Regions from separate parts of the Zea mays genome. Here regions 2 and 3 are each linked to region 1. Evidence: chromatin contacts called from public Hi-C data. All regions are on one chromosome and are shown on one strand. The core of a region is the stretch at or near the end of the contact, and the rest is flanking DNA. Distances in the headings are between cores, read along the strand shown.

Region 1 (3,802 bases), core at 944-3,443:
GACCGCTTCTCCAACGGCTACTTCGAACTTCGCTCGGCGCCCAACAACTAGCTGACGTCACCGGATGATCCGGTGGTGCAGCGGACCGGTCCGGTGCCACCCCATCAAGGAAGGCGCCAATTAGGATCTTCAGCTCACCATTACTATGGACGGTACAGTGGTGCACCGGATCAGTCCGGTGCGCCCCGCAGATAAGAAGGTTTTGTAGCTTCCTAAGGAAGAAGGCAATGACTCTTAGGCCTCTTTGGGGCTACACATAGAGCCCTTAGGCGCCTCCAACAGGCACCCAAATACTCCAAGAGCACACCAACACTCGACTCTTTACAACAACACATTCTATTTATTTTAGTGAGATTTGAGCGCTAGTAGTGAGTCGTTCTTGCGATATTGTGTTCTTTCGCTCGCTCGTGTCTTTGTGATTCTTGTATGCGTTACTGCGATTTGCTCTTGTGTGTGTAATTTCTCTCCCTACTTTACTCTAAGTTATAACTCTGATCTTCTGTACGTAAGGCTACAAGAAACTCTAAGTTGTGGAGATTCCTTCCGAACCGGAATACTTGTGATATAAGGAAGAGTAGTGTTTCCAAAACCTCGCTCTGATGAAGAGCCTGCACAACCTAATGTGAATCGGGTTTTTAGACAGTGATCACACGACTGCTCGCCAAGTTGATCTATGATATCAAGTTGATCTATGATACCCGTGATAAAAAAAACATGATAAGTTTGTCGCTCACGTTTAATTTACTATTTGTATATAATACCTTTTTTTGGCTGCATATCTAATTTATGTAGCAGTTAGTTTGGGAATTGATTTAATCTTGAAAGTGCTTCATCATCTAACAAGAAATCACTCTCCCGTCGTCGTGGAGAGCGATGACCCGATCAGGTCGTAGCCAAGGCACTGAACAGGGCGCGCAGCGGAGATGCTACGTGCATCGGCCATCGCCTATCAGGCAACAGAAACAGTTACAGTACAGTACATCACAGCACAGTACAATGCAATGACGCGAACTGTTGAAGGAAACTCGAGCGCTGGAGTCGCAGCGCATCAGCATCGGCAGCAGGTGCCGGGCGGTACGCTGTCCTCGTCAAGGCGAAACTAAAAGAGGTCAGCTGCCCAGGCCTCCATGAAGCTTTGCCTCCGGTAGTGGAACATAACGAAAGGCTCCGTCTTGGTGCTCAGCTGCTATCAACAGTTTTTCCTCCTGCGCACGTTACGTACCTCGGGCGGCCTTTTACCACTCACCAGAGAGTGAGAGACAACGCTGCGGCCTTAACCACACGCGGGGCTACCACCGCGCGATCGATCCTTGCATTGTCACCGAAGACCGAACTCGCCGCAGCCCATACAGCGGTCGGTGTCGGTCACCGGCTCACCGCCAACCTCGCTTGCCCTATTCATCAGCTGCATCGTTTTCCTGCTGCCGAGCTGCGCAGCACCCGCACCGCGCTACGGTCTGGCGGTAGCCGCCGCCCGCCAAGGCCGTATAGGCGTCGCCCTCGCCAGCTTGCCAAACTGGTCTCTGTTTTTCCACGCGGAAGCGGGCAAGCTTGCCCGGCGCGCGTGTCAGTGTCGCTCCTTGCTCGGTCGTTTGTCGCTGCTGCTGATTGCTTAATGGTTCGGCACGGTGGGGACAACGGAGACGGAGCCCGGTTTGGTGAGGAGGATCCACGAGGCCCACGCTTTGGGTGGAAGGAGGGTTTCCGTCTGAATTAGGTGAAAGGCACGCACATCCTTACTACATTTCCTGGAAGGCCGGAAGCCTTGTCAGCTGAGATCAAGTATAATAAAGTCACGTAAAATCCACATAAATAATCTGTATTTCAAGGTGTATCAAGGGAGTACGTGAGAAAAAACACAAGAAAGAAACATGTTTAGATGAAGGAACGTCTCTAGCACAATTTTGTAAATCTGGATATGGCTTCACTCATTTTTATGGAGAAAGAAACATGAATCAGTAAATCATATAGTCAATGTTATGGTATGTAATTTTTTACAACTTCATGATGATGTCTGAAAATATTGTTTTTGAAGCACCTTCTCCAAAATTCTTATAAAATTTACCTCTATTTTTAAAAAATTTATCCTACAACTCGTGGAGCTAAATCTACTGAAGCTCTCCCAAACACACGACCTAAAAATAAGTTGATATAAAAATTCCACCGAAGCATCAACGCATGTCCATGTGGCCAGCACCCTCCTCCGCTCAAGACCCAAGTCTGCTAGAACCCGGGCGCGCTCCAAATTCCCCGGTCACCTACCTCCTCTGCCCTCTCACTCTCAGATCCGCGTCCTCGGCTCCTCCTCCTCCTCCTCCTCCTCCCTTCCTTCGTTCCTTCCAGATCTCCCTCCCAGTCGAGAGTCGAGATCCACCGCCTCCGCGCCCCCTCACCGGTGCAGCGCGAGGAAGCGGGGGGCCAGAGGCCAGCCATGGGCAAGGAAGGGGCCAGCGACGGCGGCATGTCGGAGTCGGTGATCCGCAAGGTCCTGGTCTCGTACATGTACGTGGCGGTGTGGATCTTCCTCTCCTTCTCCGTGATCGTCTACAACAAGTACATCCTCGACCCCAAGATGTACAACTGGCCCTTCCCCATCTCCCTCACCATGGTGCACATGGCCTTCTGCTCCTCCCTCGCCGTGGCGCTCGTCCGCGTCCTCCGCGTCGTCGACCTCCCGTCCTCGCCCGCCATGACGTCGCAGCTCTACGTCTCCTCCGTGCTCCCTATCGGCGCGCTCTACTCGCTCTCGCTCTGGTTCTCCAACTCCGCCTACATCTACCTCTCCGTCTCCTTCATCCAGATGCTCAAGGCGCTCATGCCCGTCGCCGTCTACTCCATCGGGGTCCTCTTCAAGAAGGAGACCTTCAAGTCCTCCGCCATGCTCAACATGCTCTCCATCTCGTTCGGCGTCGCCATCGCCGCCTACGGAGAGGCCCGCTTCGACGCCCGCGGCGTCGCCCTGCAGCTCGCCGCCGTCGCCTTCGAGGCCACGCGCCTCGTCCTCATCCAGATCCTCCTCACCTCCAAGGGCATCTCCCTCAACCCCATCACCTCGCTCTACTACGTCGCGCCCTGCTGCCTCGCTTTCCTCGTCGTGCCCTGGGTCTTCGTCGAGCTGCCCAGGCTGCGCGCCGTCGGCATCTTCCAGCCGGACCTCTTCGTCTTCGGCACCAACTCCCTCTGCGCCTTCGCGCTCAACCTCGCCGTCTTCCTGCTCGTCGGCAAGACGTCGGCTCTCACCATGAACGTCGCCGGCGTCGTCAAGGACTGGCTGCTCATCGCCTTCTCCTGGTCCGTCATCCGCGACACCGTCACCCCCATCAACCTCTTCGGCTACGGGATCGCCTTCCTCGGGGTGGGATACTACAACCACGTCAAGCTGCAGGCGCTCAAGGCCAAGGAGGCGCAGAAGAAGGCGGCGCAGGCCGACGAGGAGGCCGGGTCGCTGCTGCAGGAGCGCGACTCGCACGGCGACCGCAAGACTGACAACCAGGCCTAGCGAGTGTGCCGGATCTCATGATCCAATTCGCTCGGTTCTGAACCCAGTGTACTCCAAATATGTGATCCAACCCTTACACGTTTGATGCAAAATTTGTTCATTTCTTGTCTTTGACTTGATCTGGTGGTACCAAGGAAATAAGCACGGGAAAGATGCAAGCTTTGTGTCGAACATGTGAAAAAAAATATATATGTATGAGCAATTTTTTGTCTTTTTTTTGGGGCCAGTTGTAGCTGTTACTACCATTAAACAGTAAGCAAAACTGTTTGCATTTTATCTGTATTGCTGTGATTGGTCGATTGT
Region 2 (3,802 bases), core at 699-3,198, 160 kb after region 1:
TGACGCTCATGCAGGAAAAAAAACAAAACAGGCACAAAAATGCTCACATGAAATAGAGAAGCCAGGTCATGGAACCCATCTGGTCTCTTGCCCGTTATCCTCAAGAACACATTAATCTGCATGGCAAACATATGCACAAGTCTTCATACAAAGCACAAAATAAGCAACCAAAAACGTTTTCAATACTTATCGATCATCAGAAGAAGGATAATAACATACTTTGCAAGGTGAGAATAGGTTAAGCCGTGTCATCCCAGCATCCTTGTCAATTTGGTCTGCTATCTGGTTAAACCTCGCTTGTGGGTCATAAGAGACCTAAAACATACGCCATAATAATATCTTTTATAAAACAAAAAGTAGGCCCAGGTTGCTCAAAACAATAGCTCTGAAGGGGTAACAAAAGGAAACAACAAACGAACTAGGACATTATACACCATTATAATATAGTAAGAAAGTTGCAATAGACGCTCTGGACTTGCCAGCTAACAAAATAATGTCCATAACTCTATGGGAAAAATAATCATGGAAGAATTTAGGAAAAAAAACTAGAAGTGGAAACAAAAGAGAGAGAGTAATTAAGGGGGTGTTTGGTTTCCGGGACTAAAGTTTAGTTTGTGACACATCAAATGCTTTAATGCTAATTATGAGTATTACATATAGTCTAATTATAAAACTAAGTATGTAGATAAAGATTAAATGACGAGACAATTTTTTAAACACTCATCTTGTCGTTTAGTTCTTATCTATGTAATTAGTTTTGTAATTAAACTATATTCAATACTTCTAACTAGTATCAAACATCCGACTTAGTAGGGGAACAAAACAGGCCCTAAATAATCGATCAATCCCTTTTAGAAATCAGTGGCGGATTGTACTAACATGTTATGTTTGTGTATAATAGATCGTGTATGTGGTCATATAAAGTACTGACTGTAGAATGAAGTTTGAGATAGGACGTGAAATAGGAGATGGGATATGAAAACTGCATCATAATTTTCATTTGAATATATTACGGCCTAAGATTGGTCGAAAAACGTAATATGAGGCCCAAAAATACATAGGAAACACTTTGGATGCCTTACAGTTACAGGAATACGGAGCCTAGACAAAGGAAGGGCCTATAAGACGAAAGCACATTTCGGGACCGCTGAAAGATAAACAAGTTTCGTGTAAGCAAAGAAAGTGCATTTTCCTGTGGTTTGGTTTTGTTGTGAGGGGCACTACGCCCGAACAAAGGAGACGCCTTAGTATATCTCCAGCATCTTTATATTTAAACTTCATTCTACCCCTACGACCGTAGTCTATTTTCAGCAGCTCACTTATCATCTTTATATTTAAACCTCACTCTACGACCAATACAAAACAGTGTTTTGGATGACTATTAAACATGCTGTCTTAAGCGCGCCTCGGCACAAGGCAAGAAGTCCCGTTTCCTATTTCACGCATTCCCAAAGGGCATAACAGACGAACAGCGCGGCCGAATCCTTCGGTTTGCTCCATTTCATCCAGCAATCCGAACAGTCCTTACCAAATTCCCCCGCTCGCGCTCATAATTGAGGGTTTTGAAAGGCGCTTACCTCCACTTGCCTCCTTCCCTGCTCGAACGACGCGGCGACTCTCAGGCTGACACCCCGGCAGCCACTGACCCTTGAGCCAGGCCTCGCAGAGGGAGACGCCCGCGCCGGCGGTCGGCCCTGGGAACGGAGATTCCTAGGCCCGCCCGGGCTGGCGCGGTGGGACGAGTAGAGGCTCTGGGACACAAGGTGCGCGGAGCAAGCCATGGCTGCTGCTGCTGCCGTGGCTATCCGAGGAGTAGTGCGCTTGCTTTAGACTTGATATGTCGAAATAAAATTATGGGGTCGGATATGACGATTGGTCTGAGACTCCAAACGTCTGCTCCGGTCAAGGTCGCGTTCGGCGTTCCTTGTCATCACCATGTGTTTGGCCATGTGTTTGGAATTCGGAAAATTTTGCTGCGGGTTTAGGTGGAGTTGTCCATCTGCTTAGCGCATGCAGAATGAACGCGACGCGAGATGTTGTTGTGCCCCAGGTGACTCCAACCGATCGTACAAATCAGCGTATGAAACATTGTTTTGTACCCTTATATTTTAAAATAGTAGTCGTTTTAGCTCTAAATTTTTATATCCACACTCATATAAATGATTATGAACTTAGATATATAAGGCAAAACAAATTTTAATTTAAATCTAGTAGTCGTTTTAGTTCTAGATTTTTATATCCACATTTATATAAGGCAAAACGAATTTTAATTTAAAACGGAGAGAGTAATATAGACGATATTATTTATATAATAGATTTTAAAATAGGAGTTAGATTGTATTCAAACTGTTTATAGATTGAAGTTTTAAAGAATAAGATAAAAGTATATATATGTTTAAATGGGTTGTGCCCGTCGGGCGGCCCGTGGCACGGCACGTTTTTAGCCCATCACGAACACGACACAGTCCGTTATTCGTGTCGGATTTGGGCCGCTGCCGTGGCACGTCGTGCCGCCCCGAGCACGGCCCATTTTTTGAATTTCCCAGCGCATTTCTATGTATATTAGAAGCAACTTTAATAGTTTAGACACAAAATAAATTTGGTTTAGTTGGCTAGAGTGGTGCCGCTAACCACTTTAAAAACTCCAACAGGGTTTAAATCCTTTCAAAACTTGTTTTTAGGCTTTTTTTTGCTTATTTTCCTTCCCACTCCGGTCAAAGCACGGCGAGCCTTAACGGACGCTTGAGCCTGAGATGTGGCACGGTGGCCCGACACGATCCATCAACCTAATGGGCCTAAACGTGCCCGGCCGAGGGCGGACTCATGCCGAGCCGGCACGGCACGGTCCACCCGTTTAGACATGTATAGATAAAAGATAAGATAGAGAAATTGTTAAAGATAACTTTAGATATAGATAGTCTGGTGATAAGCTAGATTGATTTCGACAGGTCATCAAAATAGCCGACGGATATGTACAACATGTAAAAAGAGTAATTTTAGATAAGATAAGAAAAGAAAGCTAAAATGAATGCAAGAGGATGTCTATTTTCATGTATCCCAATGTCAGCACAGCTCCACCATTCAATAGTCAATACTAGTACTATTTGATCTAAATATAAAAGTATAACAAGAGCATCTCATGAAACTAAATTTTAGCTACTTAATAGTAAAATAAGGGGGTGTTTGGTTTTTAGGGACTAATTTTTAGTCCCTACATTTTATTCCATTTTAGTTCCAAAATTGCTAAATATAGAAACTAAAACTTTATTTTAGTTTCTATATTTGACAATTTATAGACTAAAATGGAATAAAATGAAGGGTTTTACATTAGTCCCTAGAAACCAAACACCCTTTAACTCTTCAATAGATTAGTCGTCCAACTCACTAAGCTATTCGGCTCTCTAAATGGGTTCTCTCGCTAGCTAAACTTAGTTAGTTTAACTAACTTATCTGTTAGAGAGATTATTGGAATGAGATGCTCTATAGAGTTTAATCTTTATACCGAGGTAGATAAAAAGTTAAATAGTGTAAAAATAGAGTCCATTGGAGGTGCTTTAACTTCTCCTTATTAGATACACTCGTAATTTAGATTATCACTGATGACAACTAAAAGATCAAATGCTTGACCAAAATGGCTTCTGCTTTCATTTTCGCATATTCTTGTTGAGCTTAGCCTTATCCTCCGTGTGAGGACAAGCGTGTAAGTTGGAGTTGGTACTCGCCTACTTGTCTGTTACTCGTTTTCTACTCCAACTATTATCCGGTCTATTCAACAGCGCACATGCTTCTCGTTTTCGAACAC
Region 3 (3,802 bases), core at 432-2,931, 130 kb after region 1:
TGGGCTGCAGACGCCGGTGTCTCGAAGAGGCCCTCCAGACGGATTGGAGGTTGGAAGGAGAAGCACTTCGTCCCCGTGCGAATTGAACTGGGATCGATTCAGGTTCTACTGCTACTGGGCTACTGGCTCACATCACATGGCTAGTACAGAAAGGACGCCGCCTAGTCATCGACACCGAGTTGCGACACAGTGCTGCTGATGGTACACTACTCCGCAAAAGTCCATGGTGGAGTGGAGTGTGGAGCTTGATATGCCGGAATTACGGCGCCACGTGGGCGCCATCGTCGCCGCCTTCCGTGGAAGCGTCATCCTCGGAGTCGGCGTCGCGATCGGCGTCGCTGGAGGTGAGGCGCGCGAGCCAGCAGTTGCCGTGGAGGTGTCCGCTGACGCAGACGTAGTACTGGAGGCGTCCCTCGTGGGCGCCGAGCCTGCGGCACGCGCTGCGCGGCGCCATCCCGGCCGCCACCATGCTCCAGACGCGCGCGCCGCAGTAGGGGCAGCGCACGCGCGTCTCCAGCGGGGCCCGGCGCCCCACCAGGCACGCGCGCGTCCGGGAGCGCGTGAATCCCCGGAACACGCCGCGGTAGGCGCCCACGTCGTCGTCGGCGCCGTGGACGGCGTGCTCGCAGGGGTCCGACACGTAGAGCAGGTCGCCCCGGCACCGGCGCGACAGGAAGCTCCGGCCGGACGTCTTGGAGAAGCGGGACACGCCCGTGAAGTGGCCCCGCACGGCCGCCGCCGCCGCGCCGCAGCAGAAGAGGAGCAGCTTGGCCAGCGCCGGCCACCCGCCCACGACGCGCCCCGGGGGCGCGCCGCCGCCCGCGAGCGAGGCCACCATCCGCGGCGCCCGCGAGACGCAGAGCTCCCGCCACAGCACGCGCTCCGCGACGGCCCGCAGCCGCCTGCTGACGCAGGACACGGTGCACAGCGCCTTGGGGTCGAAGTTGAGGTACCGGAACACCAGCGCCAGGACGTTCTCGTCCAGGATCCCCGTGTTCACGAGACTGGCCCGCGCCACGCCGATGCCGCCGCCGCCGTCCCGGTAGGTCGCGCTGCTGCTCCCGCTGCCGCTGGTCGACGCGGCGAAGAACTGGCGCGTGTTCCGCGCGCCCTCGCTCATTGCCAACCCAAGCCAGAGAGTCCTACTCCTCCTACCTAGGCGATGCAGAGCGCGCAGCGGGCAGTGGCAGGGGGGATGAAGAAGATATAATATACTGTACGCGCGGTCGCTGACGCGAGTCGTTGACCACTTCGCGTGCTCCCCGAAAGGCTTGGGTGTCGGGGCAGGACGCGACCGGCCAAGGTGTCGTGGCGCCATCCGCCGCTTGACAAATGGCCACTCCGGCATCGAGTGCCAATAATTAGTCGTGAGCTTAGCTGGATTGCAGGTGCGACCAACGCGAGAACCATCCTGTCAATGCTCTCCTCGATCGCCCAAATATCTTATCTGCTCGGCGCTAAAAGACAAATGACTACAGCCAATTCAACGTAAGGATGGATCTCAGCTGATGCGGAGCGATGCGCGGCATCTCAATCGCAGTTGAGAGCTACTACTCTCTCTCTCTCTCTCTACGCGGGTACATCTGTTGAGAGCTACCTGACAGAAGATCCGGGCACGTATAATTGCCAGATCTTACTACTATTATTAGCACTATTATAACAATTGTAGGACGTCACATCGCGCGACGGCTCTACGCTATACTATCAATCAGGCTCGCTCGCATTGTTTATAGCGAGAGCTCTATCCCGATTGAATTCTTAATCCAGCCACCTTTCCAAATCCAGCCATACCGGCCCTCGACGAGGGAAAGACGACGGAGCCACCAGCGGGACACGTGCCAGGAAAGCAGGGCGTTGTTGCCTCCTCCGTGGACGCGTGTCCTGACGAGTCTCCGTGGCCGACGCGTGTCCTGGCGCGCGGAGGACGCGTGCCGACCATCCAAGGCAGCACGTCTCCTTTTCCAAAACATCTCATCCGCGCGCAAATTCTGATTTCATCGTCACCGGCACCGCAGCTCTTTTGCTTGCCGGATTCAGGCCTTTTCTTTTGCGTCGAGTGCTGCGCGCGGAGAGCGACACGACACGACACGTGAAGCCCTGTCCCGCCCTGCTATCGCTGGTCGCCAAAATATCTCGCCGGCGGGGGGCGCGGCGCCCTGGAGAGCTCGTCTCCGGGGGTTGGTGGGCTGATTGCTGTGCTATCCGAGCTTAATTAGTTAGTACCTTTCAAAATACGCCACGTCAAAGATTTGCTAGGTTTTAATTTTAGCTCTTGTTTAGTTTACTACTAAAACTTGTCAGCTCCTTATATCTGATTTATTAAATTATAAATTTTATTACCATAGTTTGCCTTACTATTTCTTTGGCATGAAAAATCCTTCTTACTTGCGCTCGGCCTATAGGTGTACATTTGAGCCGGGTCTGATGGGCCGGTCCGAAGCACGGAAAAAAAGCACGGCCCAGGCACGGCACGGCCCGAAATAATTTAGTGTCGGGCCGGCACGGCCCGTTATATCGGGTCGGGTTTGGGCCGAGGTCATGACCCATGGGCGGGCACGAGCACGACCCGTTTAAGGCAGGCACGAAATGGCTCATATAGAGGCACGAAAAGGCCCATATATTTATTAAAACCACACTTCATTCCACACTTTCATATACTTGATAAAAACACAAAGCTAGAGATAATGCTAGTTAGATGTTTTTTTAGCTTTGAATTAGAGTGTGTGATGTAATTTTGCTTTTGTTATGAATATTAGACAATAAACTGAACTTACGAACTTTGTATAGAGTTGATTATACTCTTTTTCCTTCTAACAAAATGATTTATAAACGAGGTAGTCATTACATAGCTGTGGTAACTTTAATACAAATATTAAGTTTGATTTTGTTCAAATTTATTCGTCTTATCTTTTATTTGTTTTATTATTATTATTTTGAATTTGGGGCTCTAATGTGAATTTTGAGCCAAAAACTAAATTTCGGGCCAAAAACTGAATTCCGGGCCCTAATGTGAATTTCGGGCTTTTATAATTTTGGGTCGCCCGAAATGAGCCCAGCACGTTTAAGCAATTACGGGCCGGACCATGGGCCGATGGCTAGACCCATGGGCAGGTCCGGCACGGCCCGAAATTGAAACGGGCCGGACTGGCCCGAAATTCAAACAATACGAGTCTTTTCGGGCTTGAACCGGGCGGCCCGAATGTACACCTATAGCTCGGCCCTTGTCCTTCCTTACACTCATACCCGTAGCAAAATTGAAGCAAGTCAGGAAGGCTCTACGAGCATGTTTGATTTGTTCAGATTTTTAAAATCTAGCACAAAAAACTCTCATATTATACTAAACATATACTATGTTTTGTGTGTAGATTCTATACCAAAATTACACCTTCATAATATGAGATAGTGGGCATATTATCCAGATCTAAAATATTATGTCTACCAAAAGGCATACACTTTCTCCGATGTCCTAATATTTATCCTAATATTTATCGTTTCGGACAAAGTTTTAGTCAAACTAACAAAATTTTGACTATAAATAAATGTTCTGTTATTTAATTTTGAAACTTAATTTATATATATATATATATATCGATTTTTCTTAAAAAGTGCTTCTATAAAAATATAGCTGTATTAAAAATTTGTTGATATATTTTAAAAGTATGGTTTGAAGAGTGTATTGTTTTTTAAACGAACACACCGGAGCAAGTACCTGGCCTAGGATAGGAGCACTTTAAGTCTCGAAACGAGTGTGACGTGAAAAACACCTAATGTTGCATCGCTGCCACTCGCGCGTGGACACGTT

What was found. A called contact is a pair of places that touch in the nucleus more often than the background predicts.
Region 2: a Hi-C map of tassel shows a contact between it and region 1, with 4 times the contacts expected there. The contact joins the promoter of LOC100282760 here to the promoter of LOC100281077 in region 1. A contact is called at or near these places in 5 of 25 Hi-C or Micro-C datasets (bundle sheath, ear, leaf and 2 more).
Region 3: a contact with region 1 is called in a Hi-C map of bundle sheath, with 4 times the contacts expected there. The contact joins the promoter of LOC103651102 here to the promoter of LOC100281077 in region 1. A contact is called at or near these places in 4 of 25 Hi-C or Micro-C datasets (bundle sheath, leaf and tassel).

What each region holds. Positions count from the first base shown.
Region 1 is chr3:192,816,156-192,819,957 of Zm-B73-REFERENCE-NAM-5.0, forward strand. It overlaps LOC100281077, which reads left to right and starts at 2,194. Exons shown (of 1, transcript NM_001153996.2): 1 at 2,194-3,777. The coding sequence starts at 2,432. The coding sequence ends at 3,499.
Region 2 is chr3:192,972,144-192,975,945 of Zm-B73-REFERENCE-NAM-5.0, forward strand. LOC100282760 reads right to left here and starts at 1,949. Exons shown (of 11, transcript NM_001155666.2): 1 at 1,578-1,949; 2 at 220-315; 3 at 48-116. The coding sequence starts at 1,781.
Region 3 is chr3:192,945,241-192,949,042 of Zm-B73-REFERENCE-NAM-5.0, forward strand. LOC103651102 (EID1-like F-box protein 3) reads right to left here and starts at 1,682. Exons shown (of 1, transcript XM_008676705.4): 1 at 1-1,682. The coding sequence starts at 1,348. The coding sequence ends at 260.